Linked DNA regions of Oryctolagus cuniculus: region 2 is linked to region 1. A link is a contact called in public Micro-C data. All regions are on one chromosome and are shown on one strand. The core of a region is the stretch at or near the end of the contact, and the rest is flanking DNA. Distances in the headings are between cores, read along the strand shown. Region 1 has its middle 17 kb from the start of MIR29B-1. Region 2 has its middle 88 kb from the start of MKLN1.

The links. A called contact is a pair of places that touch in the nucleus more often than the background predicts.
Region 2: a contact with region 1 is called in a Micro-C map of ear pinna, with 3 times the contacts expected there. The contact joins two enhancer-like sites. A contact is called at or near these places in 3 of 6 Hi-C or Micro-C datasets (ear pinna, embryonic fibroblasts and psoas muscle).

Annotation. Positions count from the first base shown.
Region 1 is chr3:166,957,678-166,962,080 of mOryCun1.1, reverse strand. No RefSeq gene overlaps it. Among named protein-coding and RNA genes, the nearest start is that of MIR29B-1, 17 kb to the right of the region's middle. Within about 2 kb of position 1,905, at least 3 of the 8 cell types and tissues checked have an H3K27ac peak or open chromatin away from gene starts, as enhancers often do. A contact at or near this core is called in ear pinna, where this site is marked.
Region 2 is chr3:167,059,470-167,063,872 of mOryCun1.1, reverse strand. No RefSeq gene overlaps it. Among named protein-coding and RNA genes, the nearest start is that of MKLN1, 88 kb to the left of the region's middle. Within about 2 kb of position 1,907, at least 1 of the 8 cell types and tissues checked has an H3K27ac peak or open chromatin away from gene starts, as enhancers often do. A contact at or near this core is called in ear pinna, where this site is marked.

The DNA of each region.
Region 1 (4,403 bases), core at 656-3,155:
GTCTTAGAGAGATCGGGGGTGTTTTCCTGGGTGGTATTTTTGCTCTGCTTATTGAGCTGGAGAGCCCACTCGTACAGAACTGAGATGTCACCACCATGTGATAAAGTGTCGATCGACAGTGACCTCATGTGTCCTGATGGTGACTAACCCTAACCCACAGTGCCAGCTCACTGTGGGCGCATTTCCTGTGGCCTCGGTGCTCTGGGGTCAGACTCAGCAGGGATCGTTCGCCCGCATGTTCCAGTCCCTCATTCTTCCCTCGTGTCAGCCAGAGGTGACGGTCATCCCGAACCACCAGCAGGTTCCTAACAACATCTGTGCCAGGCGCCGGGCCAAGGACTTCTATTGATTATCTCTTTTAATAAGCCTCTGTGGCAGCTACCTTTATGGTGCCCATTTTACAGACAGAAGACTAAGGCTGGGAGAAATTAAATCATCGCCCCGGAGACCACACGGCTGGTAAGTGGGGGGGGGGGGGATTTCTGCAGCACAGCCCCCTGGCTCTTCCACCCAAGCTCTTGACTTGTACCCATATCCAGCTTCCAGAAGTGGCTCGTACCGGGGAGGCAGCTTATCCCCAGGGGCCACGCCCCATCACTGAGTCGGCTTTCTTTTGTGGTGGTTTTTATGCGAGTGCAGCCCCGCTGGCTGTGTGCTCTGTGCCCTGCCTTGTCCACCACCTGGCTGCACGTGCGCGAGGCGCCCCCTGCACTGCCGTGAGTGTGCACACTCAGAAAAGGTAATTAGCAAAGCAGCTGTCACAGCCACCAGGGGAGGCGACACGCGACGTGGCCCCCGATGGACCAGCCTTTCCTCCTGATTAGAAACAGGTAGAGCTCCTTGGTCAGTCCAGGCCCCGTGGTTTACGTTCCCTGCGGAGACGCAGGAGTCTTGCCTCCCGCCACGGGTGCTTGCGTGGCTGTGTCGTGCCTGCGTCAGAGAGAGCTGGTTCCCTGCTGAGACTCTCGGCGCTCTGTTCTCCCGGGTCTGGACCTCTGCTCCAGCCAGGTGATGCTGGCTGTGCCTGCCTCAGCCTGGATGCCCCTCCCCTTCCCCCTTCCTGGCCAGCCCTCTGGTCCCTGCTTAGATGGAACCTTCTGCAGGCAGCCTCCCCTGCCTGCTCAAGGCTGAGTCCTGGCCACCCACCGTGTCCACAGGTGGCCTCCGCATACCCCTTTGTGCGTCTACCGGGCTTTGTTCCGACTTCCTACCCTTCTGTCTGTCTTTCCTGACTCCTGCTGGCCTCTGAGAGCTGGCGGTGGGTCTGGGTGCTGTTTACTTTTGGATAAACACCTTGACACATAGTAGACACCCAATAAACATTTGAGTGAGGAAGAGAAGTGACACACATGGTGACAGCAGGAGCTCATCTACACGGTGTCGAGCGTGGGCAGTCGATGAGGCACTTCTCACGCGTGGCTCCATCTGAGCCGCACAGCGACCGCCCCCTGCTGTGCCGACGAGGCCATGGCCGCCTGGTGCAGTGCAGACATGTGGCTCAGCACCCCGGGCTCAGGTCCTCGGAGCTGGCGGTGTGCGCACTAGTGCAGTGTGTGGATTTTTCCCAGGGCAAATCTGTTAACAAAGGCAGTGGGCATCCTAACCCTGGCCAGCCAGACTCAGAGAAAGAATCCGTGGGTTTCAGTGAGTGTCTGTCTCCTGTCCTCTGCCTTGTGGGCATCCCCTCCCCGCCACGTCTCCAGCAGGAGTCTCAAACCAGCACGCGTGGATCCTTTCCCGGTGGCCAGGTGGCAGCTGTGAATCTTTGTGCGTGACCGCTCACCTCCTGGGTAGAGCTCTGGGAGGAGCGGAGAGCTGGTGTGGTTCTGTGTGTGTGTTGGGGGTGGGGTGTGGGGGTGTTTCCGTGAACTCCTGGGCGTATTGAACAAGGGAGATCCCAGCTGCGATAGAGTGAGTGGGAAACGCACAGGGTGGGAGGTGTGTGTGCCCGGGCAGTGAGACAGCGAGGGAATGCGAGTGGGCGGCGGGGTTGGCTGGCACTGAGAGGCTGTGGAGAGGTTGCTGGCCGGGTTGGGCTGTGTAATTAAACAGTTGAACAGATCTTAATAGCAGAGGGGGTGGTGTTCCCGGGCCTGCAGGGAAGCAGGGTGGAAGCAAGCGAGCTGGAAGCATCTTCAGACGCACAGAGCCAGGCAGGAATTTGCAAGAGCAGGTAATGTGGGGGGTGCGGTGTAGTGGGAGGAGGGAGGAGAGAGCTGGGTCAGTATTTCCCAGGCTTGAAACACTGAGGATCAGTACCCTGCTCTGCTCCGTCCTGGGTACCCCTGGCAGTGTTGTCAAAGGGAGGAATGTTTCATTTCCTAGGTATGGATTTTGCTATCATAGTAGAACATTAGACCAAGGTGATGAACCACGCCCCCACCCCCACAGCGGCTGTTTGCGGGGTCTGTTCTGCACTTTGTTCTTTGTAGCAAGATGCTGTCCCCGCATTTGCCTGGCTTATTAGGTAGGGCAGCAAGGCCAGGAAGCCACGGAACTGCAGTCAGAGGTCCCGTCTCCAGGGCATTTGGGATCAGAGCATCTTGGGAAGGTGAGACGTGCTGCCACGGTCATCCTTCTGCTTACCCGACAGAGTTCTTTTTTTCCTTTTATTTAGTTTATTGAGAGCAGAGATCGCTTCACCTATGGGTTAACTCCCCAAACACCCGATACAGCCAGGGTCAGGTCAGGCTGAAACTAGGAGGCGGGAACTCATTCCAGGTCTCCCGCGTGGGTGTCAGGTCAACACCGCTGTCTCTCGGGGTGTGCATCAGCGGGACGCTGGGGTCAGGAGCCGGCATGTGAGCCCAGGCACTCGACATGGGACGTGGTCGTGCTGACAACGAAGGCCTTCCGCCCCCAGCAAAGACTGCTTGAGCACCTGCTGTGTGCCAGGTCCCATGGTGCTGATGGTGACCATGATGCAAACAGGCCTGGGCTCTGTCGTCATGACCCGGAGGAGGGGGACTTGCTGTCAGGGGTTCCCTCTGGCAGTGAGTTCTGGGGGCGGGGCCACAGGATGTGAGGAAGGTATGGGTGGGGTTGGGGTGAGGGCACCAGGCGTTCACCACCACGCCCGGTGAGGTTGTCCTCGTACAGTGGGCCGGCGTGGCCACGCGGGGCCCGCGCCCATTTCCCAGCTCTGTGAATCTCCCGATAGGCCCGGAGGAGATTCCAGGTGAAGCCCAAGGGCTCCCTGCCACTTCCTGTGCCCTCTGTGGTGGGGGCAGGAGGTGAGAATAGACAGGGAGAGCTCCAGCCTCATTCAACGCCCTGTGACCATGACCCTGTGCCTCAAGACCAGACCACGGTGCAGGACGGATAGCACAAGCCCGCCTTGGTGGACCCCCACCACTGTGGGAGCAGGCCGTCGCAGGCCCAGAGCTCGGGGTCCCTCAGAAGAGGGCACGGCCCCTGCGCATTGGGCCGGCGTGTCTCCTTTGCCCTTCCTGCTCGCGGCTCCGCCTCCCCTGGGTGCTCCTTGAACCACCCTTCCCTGGGCCGCAGAGGAACTGAACTTCAGCCTGCGGGAGCTGGGGCGGGGTGGTGGGGGTGGCGAGCAGGAAGAGGGCGCAGGAGTGTTGTGTAAACACCGGTTCTGATCCTCTAATCTTTTACTACCTGTAGGGACAGGTGGGTGCTGCTGGCAGGCAAGGCTGAGTTTGTTCAAGGTTGCGGCTTATGCAACACAGGGGAGCACCTTTGAAGCGGCAGGAGGAGGTCAGAGCAGCTGCGCACGAGCTGTGCTGTGCCCAGGCCTCCCTGTGCAGGGCTGTGGGGACTGCCGGGGCTAATCAGGACAGCCGACCCGTAGTTAAAATGAGTATCGTGTTCTAAAGAATTCGGCTCTGAAAGTTTTCCCGACGGGGCCCGTCTGAAGCCGCCGAAGCAGCAGCTGTTTTCGAGTTAGTCGGCCAGCATATCCTTGCACGGGGCACCAACAGTAGGAAAAGAACATTCTCTTTAGGCAGTTCCGAAGTAGAGGTAGGCAGCGGCTCAGCAGGCACTGACTGTGTGGCCCAGGCCGTGCTGAGCTGGTGTCTGGGACACTGGGCAGACAGATGGAAGGAGAAGTGAAGGTATTTTTAGCTGCCTGAAACACTGATTCTCCCACATCATCCTCCCCGCCCCAGACCCGTAATTCCCGTGGGAGGTTTCTGTGGCAAGAGCTCTTACTCCAAGGCGGCGTGCAGAGGGCTCGCTTCTGTGTCAGGATCTCAAATATGGATGAGGAGCGACTAGCTTTGTAGCCCCTGTGTGTGGGCGTGGTGGCCTGCCCGACAATGTGGCCTGGAGGGCCCCCAGCCGGGCTGTGGGTCTTAGCACGGCCCTGGGGTCACCCTTGCCTCAGAGCTGCGGAGGTGCAGGGCCCCGCGGCTCCATTCTAGTCGCTACCCCTCCTT
Region 2 (4,403 bases), core at 658-3,157, 100 kb before region 1:
CGGTGTGGGAGAGATGGGAGTGGCCCGCAGAGCAGGAGTGTGGCCGGGAGCTGAGGGGTGTGGGGGAGAGCCGCCTTCTCCTCCCTCTGGACTGCACACAGCAGCTCCAGGAGCCACGGCCTGAAAGTGGGGTGCCCTTCGTTTCTGAAAACCGAACCCTGTAATGGGCACAGTTCAGGGAAGAAAACACGGGGGCAAATTGTCAGTGTGTAAAGGAAATCCTGTTTGTTGTAGAACTTAAAAGTAGAGTTTCCCAAAGGTAATGTCAAATTTCACAATATTGATTCCTAATTGTAAATAATTATTTTTTATGTATCTGAAAGGCAGAAAGCGAGGGAGAAATGGAGAGAAACCTCCCATCTCCTCGTTCAGTTCAGTCCCCAAATGCCCGCAACAGAACAGGCTGGGCCAACTGTAGCCACCACCTGCTGCCTCCCCAGGTATGCGTCGGCAGGAAGTTGGGATTGCAAATTCACGGAGCCAGGAATTGAATCCAAATACTCCGATATGGCAGTACCGATACTGCCGCACCAAAGGCGTGCAGTATTTAACCACCAGCAGTGCGTGGATATGTAGCTATTTGGAACGAATGCCAGCCGTATATAACTATGTGGCTATGCCATTGTGTCCAGGCTGTTACTCCTCCTGAAGCTGCAGCCACCCAAGACAGGAGATGCTGTTGCTGAGAGGCTGCTGGCTGTCCCCCACAATCCGTACCCCCTCTTTTTACATAGTAACCCGAGCCCTACTTCACAGTGAGGGTGGTTGGCCACATCGCAGCTGTGTGACCACATCCTGGTTAAAAGTGAAGAGGTAAGTCGTCGTCGCGTAGAGCCATCCAAGACTCTTCCTTAAGGGACAGGTGTGTCCCCTCCCTGCCCTTTCTTTTTGTCTTCTTCTCATTCTGCTGTCTGCCCGTGAAGCCACGTTGCCCATGGCTGCTCATCCTGGGGAAATAAAGCAACTGTTCATGACCCAGCTGCCATGGCTTTGGGTTTCCTGCCGCTGTCAGCCCAACCTGTTTCTAAGTAACGTAGGTTCCGGTCTGCCAGGCAGGGGCAGCTCCGTCTTAATGCAAAGTCTTTAATCCCGTGAGCTAGGTGTTTCTGTTCTCGCATAACGGATTAGGGGATCGAGGCTGGAAAACACTGAGTGACTTGCCCAAGGGGTTCCCCAACATAGCCTGCGTAGGAACCCACGGCTGGCCCCTGGACCTCCCATCTGCAGAAGCGTCACGCTCGCTGTAGTCCTGGCTGCGAAGTGTTAAGAAGGGCACGTGGCTCTGGGTTTTGTAACATCCACCTTTTGGCAGAGCCCCAGTTTTGTGGATTAAATTAAAAAAAAAAAAAAAAGACGTTGGGTTTTTCAGAGAATTCATTTGTGGCTTTCTGAAAGTGACAAACATGTTAACTGTATTTCAGTCGACAGTTTTTATCAGAAAAACTCTGCTTTTAATTTCAAGGAAACTGGTGCTGTGCCTCTGTTTTCCAGTGTTTGCTGAACTGTCGTTTATGGCTTAGGGTGTTTCCATAAGAGAGTGGCATGCCGAGGGACTCGGGGGTTCGTTTTCTTTGGTTCTGGCCACTTGGGAGAAAACTTTGAGGACTTTTGGAATTTTTTAGAATTCTCCTTTCTACATGAAAACCACGGAACGTTGCCCATATCCCGTCGTCAACATTGTGGAAGTTAAGGCGGCCGCGGAGTAGAGGTTCAGTTATTTTGGATTGTCACACGGGGGCAGCCTCTGCAGCTGGCATTTCTGCAAGATGTAGACACAGAACCGAGAGCCGAAATGGCCGCGTGCTGTGCCGCTCGGCCCGGGAGTTGGAGGGTGGGGCGGAGGCCGGCAGCCGATGCCAAGGGGGACCGGTGGGGCCTGGCAGAGCTGCTGAGCGTGGGCCAGTCATTGGCAGCAGCACCTGTGGGGTCGCGATCGGCAGCCAAGGCCTCCTGTGCTAGTGCCCCGAGTGACCCTTCAAGTCCGTTCCTGTCTGTCCACTTCATCTCAGCACAGCAAGCTCCAGGCACCTGCACCTGCAGGCTTGGCCATGCGAGAAAGGACTCGGTGGCAGGTAAGTTGGGGAAGTGCTGTGTTCTGGTATTTCTGGAGAGGCACACAGCACACGTAGTACTTTGAAGTCTCAGATGCCGAGAAATCTGTTTAACCTAGTTTCTGAAACTCCCTTATAAATGGAAATTGAATCTTTTTTTTTTTTTAATTTACCAACATGTGGAATGACTTCATGAATCTTCTAATGAGCCATCAGCATTGGCCTTGAAAATGGCTATTTGAGGAAGAAGGCAAGATTTGGATCTGATAGCATTGGGCTAAGAAAGGCGTTCCAGTTGCTCTGATCTGTCAGTGTGCATTCTCCAAATTTCAGCGTGCTTTGCCTGTGTGTATTTCGCAGAAGCAACTGTGGAAAGACCCTTTTGGGGTCCTGTACTTCTGCCTCCTCATTTGCTGGTTGCAGAAACCAAGAATCAGAAAGGTTAAGTCTTAGCTGAGGCTACTGGGGGCCGAGGGCCCTGGGTGAGTGTTTCATCCGAAACCATTCATAATGGAATTCACATGAGTGAGTTCCTTACTTTCAAAACCTAACCTCCTGGTTGGGCTGGAGCCTGCTGCAGAATCCTCAGTGTGATGTTTGATTTCCTGCTGAGGTTTGGGGTGAGTCAGATGAGCACCCGGGTGCGAGTGCGGGTGGCGCTGAGCCGGGATGTAGGCCAGCACTGTCCCGAGAAGTCACTCTGTCTCTTTAGCTGAGAATGACCTAAAAGAAGCTCCTGCTACAGGAGGAGGCAAAAAGGGAGGCCCTCGGAGTGCTGCTGCCAGGCAGCTGGGACTATGGCTGCAGCCGCGGCTCGCACCCTGGCCACCGGCCTGAGCCCTCGGGCCTTCTCAGCGGCCAGAAGCGATGCTCGGCTGTCTTTGTGACGTTCAGGGTGTTGAAGGATTCACTTTGGAACTGTTTACAAAACCCACTGCACCGACTCCGTTTGAATCCAAGTTATCTTGCTTTGGTTTGGATTTGACTTCTCTCCCGGTGAAGTTCGTAGACCCTTGCTCATGGGTTGGTAAATGAAGTGGGCGCATCTTACTGTCTTGAGAGGTTCTTTTGCCATCTTATTCATTATCTGACATGTCATAATTGGTACGGTTGCATCGCACATATTTTTCTTCTTTGTTTGTGAAATACCACCTGGTTTCTAATGGAATGACACTATCGGTCATGACCAGAGCTGTCAGTTTGCGTGTTTGAAGTTGCTGCATTTTGGGGCGATGATGTTACATCTGACCTCAAAATTCAAGGATTTTAGGTTTTTCCCCCGATGGCCTGGAGGAAGGTAAAACAATGAAGTTGTAGCATTATCCTGTGAACTATTTTTTCCCAAAGATTTATTGATTTGAAAGGCACAGTTACAGAGAGAAAGAGAAAAAGAGAACAGAGATAGAGATCGTCTTCCATCCACTGGTTCACTCCCCAAATGGCTGCAATGGCCAGGGCTGGGCTAGGCTGAAGCCAGGAGCTTCATGCAGGTCTCCCACATGAGTGCAGAGGCACCAGCACTCCAGCTGTCCTCCACTGCTTTCCCAGGCATATCAACGGGGGACTGGGTCGGAAGTGGAGCAGCCGGGACTTGATCCAGCACTCATATAGGATGCTGACGTCACAGGCCATGGCTGAACCCGCTCTGAGGCCGTCCTGTTGCTGCTGTTAGGTAAGGAAAATTCCTATGGTGACAAACCCTAAACCCAGTTTCCAAAGTCTCGTCCCGGTTGCAGCCTCTCATCTCCCCTGGGCTTAGAAAGAGGAACTTTGTCTCAGCCACCTGCTAACAGAAGTCAGCGTCTCTCGAATCTCATGAACCAAACATGCGAAAGATGATGGAAGACATCTTACTTTTTTTTAAAATTTATTTGCCAGGTAGAGTTATAGACAGTGAGAGAGAGACAGAGAGAAAGATCTTCCTTCTGTTGGTTCACTCCCCAAATGGCCGCTAAGGCCAGCGCTGCACTGATCCGAAGCCAGGAGCCAGGCGCTTCCTCCTGGTCTCCCGTGCGGGTGCAGGGCCCAAGCACTTGGGCCATCCTCCACTGCACTCCCTGGCCACAGCAGAGAGCTGGACTGGAAGAGGAGCAACCAGGACAGAATCCGGCGCCCCAACTGGGACTAGAACCCAGCGCCCATATGGGATGCCGGTGCCGCAGGAGGAAGATTAACCTACTGCGCCACGGCGCCGGCCCCGCATCGTACTTTCTAAAGCAGGGATGTCCCCCTGTCCCCAGTGGCTCCAGACCTGAGGGTTTGAACCAGTGGTATCCCACATACACGGCAGCTTTGTTTTGAGCCAGAGATCGTCTCTGTCACTCATGTCACTGATGTGATCCTTGAAAATGT